Regions from separate parts of the Sus scrofa genome. Here all the other regions are linked to region 1. Evidence: chromatin contacts called from public Hi-C and HiChIP or PLAC-seq data. All regions are on one chromosome and are shown on one strand. Each heading gives the region's core, a stretch centred on a gene start, on an enhancer-like site or on the middle of the called end of the contact. The rest is flanking DNA. Distances are from core to core; before and after follow the strand shown.

What was found. A called contact is a pair of places that touch in the nucleus more often than the background predicts. HiChIP or PLAC-seq counts read pairs in DNA pulled down with a chosen protein or histone mark.
Region 2: an H3K27ac HiChIP or PLAC-seq map of alveolar macrophages shows a contact between it and region 1. The contact joins the promoter of SPATA2 here to the promoter of TMEM189 in region 1. A contact is called at or near these places in 1 of 47 Hi-C or Micro-C datasets (liver) and 2 of 2 datasets of contacts at active chromatin or transcription factors (alveolar macrophages and skeletal muscle).
Region 3: a Hi-C map of undifferentiated spermatogonia shows a contact between it and region 1, with 2.5 times the contacts expected there. The contact joins the promoter of SNAI1 here to the promoter of TMEM189 in region 1. A contact is called at or near these places in 3 of 5 promoter capture datasets (fetal liver, liver and skeletal muscle), 23 of 47 Hi-C or Micro-C datasets (alveolar macrophages, blood, embryonic fibroblasts and 13 more) and 2 of 2 datasets of contacts at active chromatin or transcription factors (alveolar macrophages and skeletal muscle).

Annotation. Positions count from the first base shown.
Region 1 is chr17:51,696,265-51,700,290 of Sscrofa11.1, forward strand. It overlaps TMEM189 (transmembrane protein 189), which reads right to left and starts at 1,717. Exons shown (of 6, transcript NM_001205093.1): 1 at 1,502-1,717. The coding sequence starts at 1,625. It overlaps LOC102164659 (a long non-coding RNA gene), which reads left to right and starts at 1,862. Exons shown (of 3, transcript XR_002339851.1): 1 at 1,862-2,326.
Region 2 is chr17:51,498,812-51,502,837 of Sscrofa11.1, forward strand. SPATA2 (spermatogenesis-associated protein 2) reads right to left here and starts at 2,089. Exons shown (of 3, transcript XM_021077959.1): 1 at 1,728-2,089.
Region 3 is chr17:51,544,382-51,548,407 of Sscrofa11.1, forward strand. It overlaps SNAI1 (zinc finger protein SNAI1), which reads left to right and starts at 2,065. Exons shown (of 3, transcript XM_021077961.1): 1 at 2,065-2,259; 2 at 3,039-3,566. The coding sequence starts at 2,178.

The DNA of each region.
Region 1 (4,026 bases), core at 467-2,966:
TGTACCTTGTTCCCATTTTAGAGGTGAGGAAACAGAGGCTCAGAGATGGAAAGTGGCTTGGCCCAGGTCATACAGCTAAGAAGTAGAGTCCGGAAGTCAGGTCCAGACTGTCTTAGGGAGCAGAGGAGGTTTTAAAGGCCACAGACTGGGTGTCTGGGGAACAGGCTGAAGAAACCATGGCAGCATGGGCCAGGTGCCCAACTTAGGCATGAAAAAAAATTACAAACAGAACATGGAATTACAAGTCTAGAAAGGCCTCTGGTGAGCTAGGACACAAAGAGAGAGCAAATGGCCCAAGGTCACAGTTATGGCAGAGATGGTATGCAAACCCAGGCCAGTCAGGGCACAAAGCCAAAGGTGGTAGTGGACTCATGCCTGCCCCAGGCTAGGGCTGTACATGGTGGATACACCCTGGCAAAATGAAAGATGTCCGAACGTTTGACAAACAAAGCTTGGTGTGATGGCAACATCCAGGCAGAGGGGCCTCCCAGTCACCTGACTCCAGAGTTCTCAAAGGCACTTCCTTAACCCCTGGGGACACTTGGCCTTCCTGCAACCTGGCAATGAGATTCCTGAAGCTCAAGTGGAAGTCAGAGAAGGGGGAGGGCGCTGGTGCTTGCCGGAGCAGAAATGGTAGGCCCAGCAGGAAGAAGCCAGGGCCCTTGGCCTGGGGACAGAACCTCTGGAGACCCTCAAGTCCTAATAGAGGGGGCTAATATAAACACATGGGAGAAGGTTGGAGTTGGGGCTTGTATATGAGAGGAGCTTAAATGGAAGATTCGTAGTGCCCCCACCACCCTAGGATTCCAAAGTATGGAGTGAGAGATAATGCTGGGGGGAGGGGAGGAGGAGGGAAGGGTGGTCTGCAGATGGAATCTATAAATACAGGATGGGGCTTTGGAGGAAAAGTTTCTGGGGAACCCATTAGCTGTGGGACCCTGAGTTGATGTTCCCAGAGCAGGGAGCCTAAACGTGCCCAGATTTGTGGGGTGAGGTTACTAAAGTCCAGGGCCTTGGCTAGGGCAGAGATGGGGCCCTAGAGTGTGAACTTCCGATCTGGGGAACTTGGAATACGGTGTAACTTTTGGGGGGGTCGAGGACGGTGCATGTGGCTGAGGGGTTGCCTTCAGCTTGGACGGGGTCCTGGGGTGCGGGGTGGTTCCTAAGTCTAGGGACGCTCTTTGCAGCCGCGGGTACCCTGGGCTAGGATCTGGATCTGGTAGGATGATGGGAGCTGTTTGTTGCCCGAGGAGCTGATATGGCAGTTTCTAGACCTGGGGACTGTTTTTGCATCCAGAAAGTCCCGGGACTGGGATTCTAGCTTGGGCTTGGAAGAGGCGCAGGGGTGGGGTCCCGGACTTAGGGGTGCTATTTGCAAGTTAGAAGCCGCTGGAGTTTGCATCGAGGCCTGAGGCAGGGGTTCCGATACAGCGGACTGGGGGTCGCTGTCCGTAGCTCGGACGGGTGACTGCAGGCCCGGAGGGGGGCCCAGAGGTCCTACCTGGTGAGTAGAGCGCGGCCAGCTCGCGGGCCCCGGCATGCTGCGCGCCCCAGCGCCGGCAATACGCCGCCTCGTCCTCGTCGAGCTCCAGCTGCTGGCCCGGTCCGTCTTCCGCGCCCGCCATGGCCACTCGCCTGGCCCGCCCGGTGCTCTCTGCTGGCGGCGGCGGCGGCGGCGGCAGGGCCGCGGAACCGCGGCGAGATCACGCCGCCCAATGACCGCCCAGCACCGCGCGCGACTGCGGCGCTGGCGGGGACCTCGCCCGGCCGCGCGTCACAGCCAATCCGGACCCGCGCCGGGGCCACACCGGCCAATCAGCGGCCGCTGAGCCGCAGCCAACCGCGGCGAGCGGGGGGCAGGACCGCAGCTGGCGCAGCTGGGCACGGAAGCGTAGGGCGGCGGCGCTTCTCTCCCGGTCCCGCTCCGTCTCCGGCGCCAACCGCACCGGAACGCGGGCAGTGTGGACGCCCACCTCGGGCTCGGTTTACCCGCCGGTGGAGAGGGCCGAGGTCTTGCGCCAGCGGACCTAGAAGCGGCGTCTCTTCAGCACGCGCAGTCCAGCGTCTACTCTGTGCCAGGGACCCGTGTGGAGGGTGCCTGGTCGGGGCCGGGGAGCCAGCGCTTCCTGGGCACTTTAAACAGTGCTCCCTGGCTGGGACCGGTTTACCCCGGGCCGGCTTCTGGGCCCTGCCGCGCGAGGACCGAGCGTACCCCTACGGTGCGCGGCGCGCCGGGGGACGAGAGACGTCGAGCCTGACTCACCCCTGGGGACTCCTGCTCTCCTGAGGGAGAGGACAGGAAACTGCTGAGAGTCACTAAGATTTGGTGAGCGCTTAAGACCTGTTAGGCGCCGGGCCAAGGGCTGGACAACAGCATGTTCTTACAATAACGAATTGTGTTGCCTCCTCAGAGGCCCCTCCTGACCGCGCCACTCTGAGTTGCTCCCTCCTCTCCGCCAGTCACTGTGACATCATCCCTTTTGTCTTCTCAGTGCTTGTCGTAGGCGGTGAAGAGTTCGCGTCCTCCCCACCAGAAAGCAAGCTCCCGAAGGCCGGGACTTGGGTGGTTCACAGCTGAACCGCCGTGTCTGGCTCAGCATAGGGCTCCTGTTGGAAGCTCAGTAAATGCTGAATGCGTTAAGGCTCAGCCAAATGACTTTACTGCCTCAGCAGGTAAATGACACGTCCAGCTGGCTACAAAGTACAGAATAGTTGTTCACATAAATTCCATATGGTGCTACCAAATGGGAGGCCACGGAAGGACCCAAGAGGTGCCCAGGGGGAGCAGGGACCGGACATAAGACCCCTTCTAGAATGTATTTTGGAGCTCCATCCTTGTTCTGGTGTTCTGAGGGTTTAAGCCCTGGATTTCTCAGCTGCTAGGAAAAGCCAGTCACCTCAGGTGTGATTCCTGGGTGTTCTTGTGCCGGGTGGCTGCTGTCTCCAGCCAGGCCTGTGCTCCTTCCCTGCTTCCTTCTATACTTCCTCCCAGGAAAGAAAAGTATGCTTCTGTAGCAGGGACAGGTTGCAGCCCAAATCCTGATGAATTCTGGCAAAAGTGGGTGGCCTTGTATTATTAGCATACACCATTCGATTTTTCAAATCCAGGAGTTTAACGTGTTTTGCCTTGATGGGGGCTGGATCTCAGATTTCAAGGAGACAGCTTCCCAAGCTCTCTGCACGTGTCCCAGACCTCCAAGCAGGTTGCGATGGCTGGTTACTGCTGATGTCTATCAATCTCCTAGTGCAGCACAAGATGGGTGAAGGACAAACAGACTGCTAAGGTCATTCATTCATTCACTCAGCACATATTTATTAAGCACCCACCTGGCCTGGGCTATTCTAGGGAAATAGCAAGGAACATGACAGTCTCCTGGGAGGTGGGGGTGAAGGTCAGAGAAGACCTGTTCAAGAAGTGACATTTGAGCTAAGACCTAAAAGAGATGGAATGAGCTATGGCAATATCTGGGGGCAAACTGTTCCAAGCTAAAGAGTTCCCAGTGTGGCTCAGTGGTAACAATCCTGACTAGTATCCATGAGGATGCAGGTTCGATTCCTGGCCTTGCCTAGTGGGTTAAGGATCCTGTGTTGCTGTGGCTGAGGTGTAGGCTGGCAGCTGTTGCTCCAACTGGACCCCTAGACTGGGAACTTCCATATGCTGTGGGTGTGGCCCTAAAAAGCAAAAAAATAAATATGGGAGTTCCCATCGTGGCTCAGTGGTTAATGAATCCGACTAGGAACCATGGGGTTTCACGTTTGATCCCTGGCCTCGCTCAGTGGGTTAAGGATCCAGAGTTGCCTTGAGCTGTGGTGTGGGTCCCAGACTTGGCTCAGATCCCGAGTTGCTGTGGCTGTGGTGTAGGCCGGCAGCTATAGCTCCGATTAGACCCCTAGCCTGGGAACCTCCATATGCCTTGGGAGCGGCCTAGAAAAGGCAAAAAGACAAAATAAATAAATAAATAAAAAATAAATAAATAAAAATTGTTCCAAGCCAAGAGAACAGCAAGTGTAAAGGTTCTGAATCAG
Region 2 (4,026 bases), core at 839-3,338, 200 kb before region 1:
AATTCCTGTAGCAGCAAAATTGACCTCTTCTCACATAGAATGCGGCTGGAAGAGCCACAGATCTCTTTATGATGTAAGCTCAAGGGCCAAGAGGAGAGGCTGGCCAGAGACCGGCCAGTGGTAAAGCAGCTGACATCATCTCTCCTGAATTCATTTTCTGAGAATACAGGCTGCATTGTAGCTGGTCATAGCTGGTGTCTCTTCTGAGCAATTTATTCCTAGCACTCTGCAAGAACAACAAAAAACACGCTCTCTGCAAAAACAGCGTGGTTACAGGAGACCAAGACAGCACACTGACAGAAGCCGTTAATTTCTCCAAGCAACCCAAGGATTGGAACGCCAAGATGTGCCAGTCTGGCGGAAAAAAAAAAAAAAAAAAAAAAAATGGCACGGTGAACATCCCTAACAGAATCAGGCGGGTGCCCAGAGCCAAGAGGCCTGGTCAGCACTTACTGCGCCCACAATCCCGGCCCCCTTTGAAAAGCAAATCAATGATGAGAGAAATATCGCAGTCAGGGAGTCAGCAGCTGTTTAAATTATTATTTTTTGTAAACACCTCAAAGGAAAGCTGTATGTTTAAAACCCCACTGAACGGAATGGAAATGATTTTGGATAGCAAAGCATGAGCTTGGCTTTACCTCAGCTGGCCCATTCAAGCAGAAACATTCCCCAAGCAGCATCTGAAGGCGCCCCCTCCCTGCACAGGCAGAAGCTATTTTGGGCCCAGCACGGCCCCAGTGCACAGGTTTACCAGCTAGCCCAGGGATCTAGCTAGCTTCAGGCAGCTCAGAGTTCCCTTGGCCTCTGAACAGCAACAAGGGGAGCTCAGTTCAACCCCCTCCACCTCCGCAGCCACTCCTCTGCACTCATTCCAAGCCAGAGGCCCCTGAGACACATCCCAACCAGTCTTCCACTCGTTGTGAAACGCCAGAGGGTCCCCACACCCCAACTCGATTCCAGGCAAATTCAGAGAGGGCTTCCAAACCTCTGAAAATAACCTCAGTGAAGCTGAAACCGGGCTCCCTCAGTGGCAGCTGCCACCCTCAAAGGGGCTCTAAAGGAACCAGGGTCCCCTCCCTGCAGAGGTCAGAAGCTGGCGGCTGCTATTCCCAGCCTGATAATTCCCACAGCCTCTTAGGGCCACATCGTTGTGAAAAACATCCTAGTCCCTAACTCAGGCCCTCCGCACGGGTCTGTGAATGAATAACAGCAACTGTCATTTACTGGACGCCTGCTGTATGCCAGACTGCTTCACGTGCATCATCTCGCCTCGTCGCCACCACAGCCCTATAAGGCAGCTTCACTCCCCGTTTAACTAATTTTAGGCAGCTGAGACTCAGAAGATAAAGTGACTTGTCCAAGGTCACAGAGTGAGTACAAACCCCAGAGCCTGCCTCCAGAGCCTGGGCTGAGGACCACTGCGCGGTAACTGCCTCACGGTGGAATCGGGGTGTCCTGCTGCTGTTAGTCGCCGAAGAAGGGGTGTTTCTCCTGACTGCCCGGAGCCACCCATGGCCGGTCGCAGGAGTCTGAGAGCCAGCCCGTGCCGGAGAGACTGAGGATCCTGAAGACTACTAGCTGAAGGGCCCAAAAGGCGGGCCGGCCCGTCGGCCCCGACGGCCGCGAAGGGACGAGGCTCCCGGGCCGGCCGAGCCCCGCCGAACAGGCGCCCCCTCCGCCCGGGAAAGCCCCAGAGGCCGTTTCCGCCCCGGCCGCCCCGCACTCACCCCGGCACTGCAGCCGAGGACGCCCCGGACGAGGGGAGCAAGAAGGAGCCGCGGCCGCCGCCGGAGCCAGGCCCGGCTGGGCTCTCGCCGCTCCGGCCGGCTGCAGGGGACCGAGACCAGTACCCCGGGGCCGCGGCGACCCGGAAACACTCAGCTAGGAAGTGACGTCTGTCGGAGGCGGGTCCAAATGGAGGCTGTGCTGCGGCTGCGCGCTGGGCCGGGCAGAAGCCGATACCCGCCCGCGGCGGAGGAAGAAGTGGAAGGCCGAAGAGTGAGTAGAGAAGCCGCGGAATCCTGCTTTAGGGTCTGAAGGACCGCTACCGCGTCTCGGGCTCGGACCCGGAAATAAACGGACAGGAAGTGACGCAACCATCGGCCCGGGAAGGTGGCCGGCCAGGTTGTCATGGGAACCGGCCTGGAGCCGGGATAGGATTGCTCAGCTGCAAGCGCAGACTGCCTCCACCTCTCGGACTTTCCCCTTGCAGAGACGATCTGCGAACTGAACTCCCAGCTGCGCCTGGGCAGGAGCTGACGGTTGGATCCCTCACCCCCATTGTACAGGTGGACATGCCGTAGGCTTCGAAAAAGTGAGGAGTTCCCTGGTGGTGCAGCGAGTTAAGGATCTCGGGTTGCCACTGCTGTGGCTCGGGTCGCAGCTGTGGCGTGGGTTCGATCCCTCGCCCCGGAACTTCTGCACGACCCCCCCCCCAAAAAAGTAAGTCTGATGCCCAGTATCATGCGAGACTGAACTCATCCTTGAGAGGACTGTTGATGCAGGGTGTGTTTAAGAGTGAGGGGGGAGTTCCCCCTTGCGGCCCAGAGGGTTAAAAACCGGACTAGTATCCATGAGGATGTTGGTTCCATGCTTGACCTCACTCAGTGGGTTAAGGATCTGGCCTGGGCTTAGGTGGGAACTGCAATGATTGGGATCTGATCCCTGGCCAGGAGCTCCAGTAGGGCGGCCAAACAAGGGAAAAAAAGAAAAAAGAAAAAAAATGGAGGTCCCGTTGTGGCACAGCAGAAAGGAATCCAACAAGTATCCATGAGGATGCGTGTTTGATTCCTGACCTTGCTCAGTGGGTTAAGGCTCCAGCATTGCGGTGAGCTGTGGTGTAGGTTGCAGATGCAGCTCAGAGATGCAGCTCGGATCCTGCATTGCCGTGACTGTGGTGTAGGCCGGTAGCTGTAGGTCCCATTGGACCCATAGCCTGGGAACCTCCATATGCCTCCGTGCGGCCCTAAAAAATAATGTATAAATAGTTTGTTTTTAAAATCTGGTTACTGTTTAAGAAAATGATTAAATTCTGCCCTCAACTTCCCTAAATGGAAGCCAGTGTTAGGAAAGATCGAGCCAAAATATTGCCTCCTTGCTTCGTGACTTTTTTCCAGACATCTTCAGTATAGACCACACTGGCATCAACACTGGTGGCTTGTCACTTCACTTCATGGATCTGTCTCCCACCATGTTGCTCTGAGCTCTGGTTTTGTGGTTCACCCCTGCTCTAAATCCTTGTGCTTGCAAAATACCTAGCACATACTCAAGACTTTGTTGATCGTATCTGCCATTGAACAGCTCGTTCTAACTTAGCCTCTTAATGAAGACTAAGAGCCCACTCTATGCTAGGTTCTCTTTCCCTAACATGGTCTTGGCTCTTGGCACTTACCATGCTCTTCTGCCCCTCTGGCCTCTGTGCCTCTATATTGCTGTTCCCTCAGTACAAATGTTCTTCCTTTCCCCTCTTCCCTTCCTTGCTTTCTTGGCTTCCAGCCCCAGCTCAATCCACGCATCCTTTCTGAAACTTTCTCAGATTTCTGCAAGCAAAGACCTACCTTTCTCTGATTCTCCACAACTGCACTGTCTTTCATAATTTTTTTTGACTGTTTTTTTTTTTTTTTTTTAGGGCCCAAGGCATGTGGAAGTACTCAGGCTAGCGTTCAAATGGGAGCTATAGCTGCCAGCCTACACCACTGCCACAGCAGTGCCAGATCTGAGCTGCATCTATGACCTACACCACAGCTCACAGCAGCACCATATCCTTAACCCACTGAGCAAGGACAGGAATTAAACCCTAGTCCTCAGGGATACTAGTCGGGTTCGTTACCAGTGCACAACCACGGGAACTCCTGTCTTTCATAATATCATCTCAGCTCTTATCACAGTGGATTTTTACATAGGTTTAAACCTGACAACCCCCCCCCCCCAGAACACCTGGAGCTCTTTATTTATCTGTATTTCTCATGAGCTCTGCACACGTCTGATCAGGAGGTACCCAACAGATGTTGCTTGATGGCAGGATTC
Region 3 (4,026 bases), core at 815-3,314, 150 kb before region 1:
GCTGGGAAGAGAATCACCTGTTATTAGATGATGCCAAACTTTTCCAAAGTGGCTTGTCCCTATGACACTCTCACCAGCACAGGACAAAAGCCCTCCTGCCTCCACATCCTCAACACTTGCTATTGACCACATTTTAACTTTTTATCTTTCTGATGAGTGTGAAATTGTATCTCACTTCGGTTTTAATTTGCATTTCAGTCATTACTAATGAGGCTGAGCAGTTGTCGAAGTTCACACTGAAACAAAGACTGCAAAGGAGCTAACCAGGTGAAGATCTAGGGGGAAAGAGATTGGGGGGGGGCAGGGATGATGAACAGCAGGTGCCAAGGTCCTGTGGTGGGCCAGGGCTGGGATGTGGAGGAACAGAAAAAGGGGCGGGGAATCATAGTGCAGGGGAAGCGGAGGAGAGTGGCTCCAGACAAGATCAGCAGAGGTCAGATCAGCAGGTGGAGGCCTGTGGAGAAGAGAGCTTTCACTCTGAGGCAGATTGGAACAGGGGAGGGTTTGAGCAGAGGGACACAGCCTTACTCTCTCCCTCTGGAGGCACGTGGAAAATAGGGACTGGAACTAAAGAGATGTAGAAGGGGATATATTCTTCCTAAAGACTGCCTATGCCCTGTCCCCCACCTTACCCTCCCCTCACCAATTAGAACAGGGTAAGGAAGATTGTTTTGTTCACCGCTGTTATGACCCAAACAGACAGTTGTCCCAGCCCTGTTCTAGGTGTGGAGTGGAGAGGCTTACAGGTGTTCATGGTCCTTGCTTCACAGGTGGGAACAAGTTGGGTGGGGCTTGTGGATTTATCTCTGTGCCCCATCTCTCCCTCAGGCCTGGCATAGCTCTCAAAGTTGGTGGGCTCACAGGAACGCTGAGCGCAAGGGTACAGCTGTCCCCACATTGAATCAGTCAGTGCCCTCCCACCCCCTGCCCCAGGTGGAGCCCAGCATTAGGTCCTTCAGACAGTACTGCTGACCCCAGACAAGCAAAGAGACCATGGCAGCCCCTGCCTTCCCTTCTTCTTTTTCCCACCTGCCCAGTCTTTCTCAAACTCTCAACAGGTCCCTCCTCAGCTGAAAATTCTTCCTTGGCTCCCCAGTGCCCTTGGGGCAAAGTCCAAACTCCTCCAGGCCCTGGACGCCCAGCAGACCTGACCCCTCTGCCCTGCACCCCACCCCCATCCCTGGGAGCTGCTCTCAGCGGCTCTGAAATAGTTACTGATTCCTACCTCAGGCCTTTCCCCTCAGTATTTCTTCACTTCCTCTGGGAAGCTGCCCCCGACCCCCTGTCAAGTGACCCGCCTCTTGACTGTCACAGTGCCCTGTGGTCTCCCCCTCCTCCCCCCATCAAAGCACACTTCCCTTTGCATTGGAATTGTCTGTTTACTTCGTCTGTCTCCTCTACCGGACGGGGTGCTACCTTTGGGCAGAGACCCTGAGTGTTTTGTTCAGGGCTGTATCCCCAGCTCCAGGAACAGTGCCTGGCACGTTAGTGGGCACTCCGCAAACATGTGATAATTGAGGGAACGGATGCATTTTTTTCTAGATGATGCCCGTTTGCTTTGCAGAAAAGGCTGTGGCATTGCACACGGCCAGCAGCCACCTGAAGGTGTCCATTGCCTATCTCCCTCCCTCGTCAATCCCACGCTCTTTGCGAGGCACCCTTCGGGCAAAGGAAATTTCCCACCCCTTCCCAAACCCGAGGCGGTGGCGGTTTTTTCGGAAAGTCAGGTGCCCAGACCCACGGCGCGTGGCGCCAGGGGGCGCCAGAGGCGGGCGACTGTGCCACGCTGAGCTGGCGGGCGCACGGGTCCCGAAGGGGGTCCGGCTTAGGCCGGGGTTCCTGGCGCCACGCCTCCGGCAGCCCGCAGCGGAGCGAGGAGAGCAGCGCCCTCAGCCCGGCGTCCCAGTTGCCCCACCCGGCTCCCAGCGCCACGCGGCGCGAGCCCCGCCAGCCCCAGGCGCACCTGCTTGGGGCGTGGTCTCCGGCGAAGGCCCTCCTTGATTGGTTTGGAGGTGACAAAGGGGGCGTGGCAGCGCTCGGCCCCCGCCCACACGCTGGTGGAGTACTTAAGGGAGTTGGAGGCGCGTCTCCACTCACAGCGCAGCTGCACGGCCTTGCGGGTGGAGGGCCTTGCGATCCCTGCGCGACCCCGTGACCCCCCCGCTGCTTCGGCCACCATGCCGCGCTCTTTTCTCGTCAGGAAGCCCGCCTGCTCCCGACGGAGGCCCAACTACAGCGAGCTACACGACTCTTCTCCAGGTGAGTGGATGGGGTGCCAGACCCCCGGGGGGTTGGGGGGAGCACTCGGTGAAGGCTGCTTGGTGCGGGGGCGGCATATGAGGGGAAGGGACTTGGGGTCAAAATCGAGGGCCCAAAGTCGAGGGCCCAAAGTCGAGTCAAAGGATACGGCCTGGAGAAACGTGGAGAGGGATGTGACTAGCCCCGGGCAGGTGGATCTGGGAGATTGGGAGAGGGCTTTTAGAGGGCGGTGGTCTTGGGCTGAGGGGACTTTTTAGGCGCCGAGAGGCGGGGAGCCCCAAGAGCACTGAAATGGGGGGAAGAGGCTTGTGTCTGGATACCCGCCGGCCAGTGTCTGGGAAGAGTCCGGAGTCCAGAGGATTTGGGGGGAGGGGGCAGGAGGAGAGACGTGTATGGAAGGGGGTCTGGGACAAGCGCAGTGCCTCGGCAGCCGAGGCGATTAGGGGCCAGGGTGCTGGGGTCTTTCCTCAGGCTGGGGACTTGGTCAGCTCAGGAGGAAGGAAACCTAGGAATGACCTCCCTGAGCTGGAGGGATCCTTCCTGTAAGATCTGGAAGTTGAGATGGAAGAACGGGTGACCTGGCTGAGGAGTGGGCTCTGCCAGGGCAGAAACCTGTCTTTTACTCATTTAAAAGCAGTAACCCTCTCTTATTCATTTAATAAGCACGGAGTGCCAACCCCACTCAGCCCCTGGCCCACATCAGGCAAATGTTTGCTGACTGACAGACTGACTGACCAACTTAATGCCTAACTTTGCCCTTTTCTCTGTCTCCCCACCAGAGTTCACTTTTCAGCAGCCCTATGACCAGGCCCACCTGCTGGCAGCTATCCCACCTCCTGAGGTCCTCAATCCCACCGCCTCACTGCCCACGCTCATCTGGGACTCTCTCCTGGCACCCCAAGCCCAGCCGATTGGCTGGGCCTCCCTTCTGCCCCAGGAGATCCCCAGGGCTGTCGAGCTGACCTCCCTGTCTGACGAGGACAGTGGGAAAGGCTCCCAGCCCCCCAGCCCACCCTCACCGGCTCCTTCGTCCTTCTCTTCCACCTCAGCCTCCTCCCTGGAGGCCGAGAGTTATGCTGCCTTCCCAGGCTTGGGCCAATTGCCCAAGCAGCTGGCCGGTCTCTCCGTGGCCAAAGACCCCCAGTCTCGCAAGGCCTTCAACTGCAAATACTGCAACAAGGAGTATGTCAGCCTGGGTGCTCTCAAGATGCACATCAGAAGCCACACGCTGCCCTGCGTGTGTGGCACCTGCGGGAAGGCCTTCTCCAGGCCCTGGCTGCTGCAGGGCCACGTCCGGACCCACACCGGTGAGTACCCTGCAGGCTGGCTGCCTTTCTGACCCTCCCATGCCTTCTCTGCCAGCTCTTGCCAGACAGGGTGTGCTGTTTTCTGGTTGTAGAAACTGAGACCCCCAGTCTCCTGACTCACGAGTTCAGGGGCCTGACTCTGAAACCTTTGACGGAAACGTTTCTTCATTCATCAGCCCAGATGGGCTGAGTAGATAACTCAGTTCCTCAGCCAAATGGGTTGGAGCTGGATATGGGAAAGGTGTAACCAACACCTTGCTGTTGGGACCAGGTGTGAAGGGGCCCACCCTGCTCCACCCTCCTCCAGCCCACCCCCACCCCCACCCTAGCCAGACAGGATGTTGTCAAGACTCCCCACTAGGCTCTGAATCCTGATTGGGGATCTTCCCCAAACCTTGGGCTGAGGTTCCTCCTCTCTGAGCCTCAGCACCCTCCACCGTAAAAGCATAAGAACACCTTG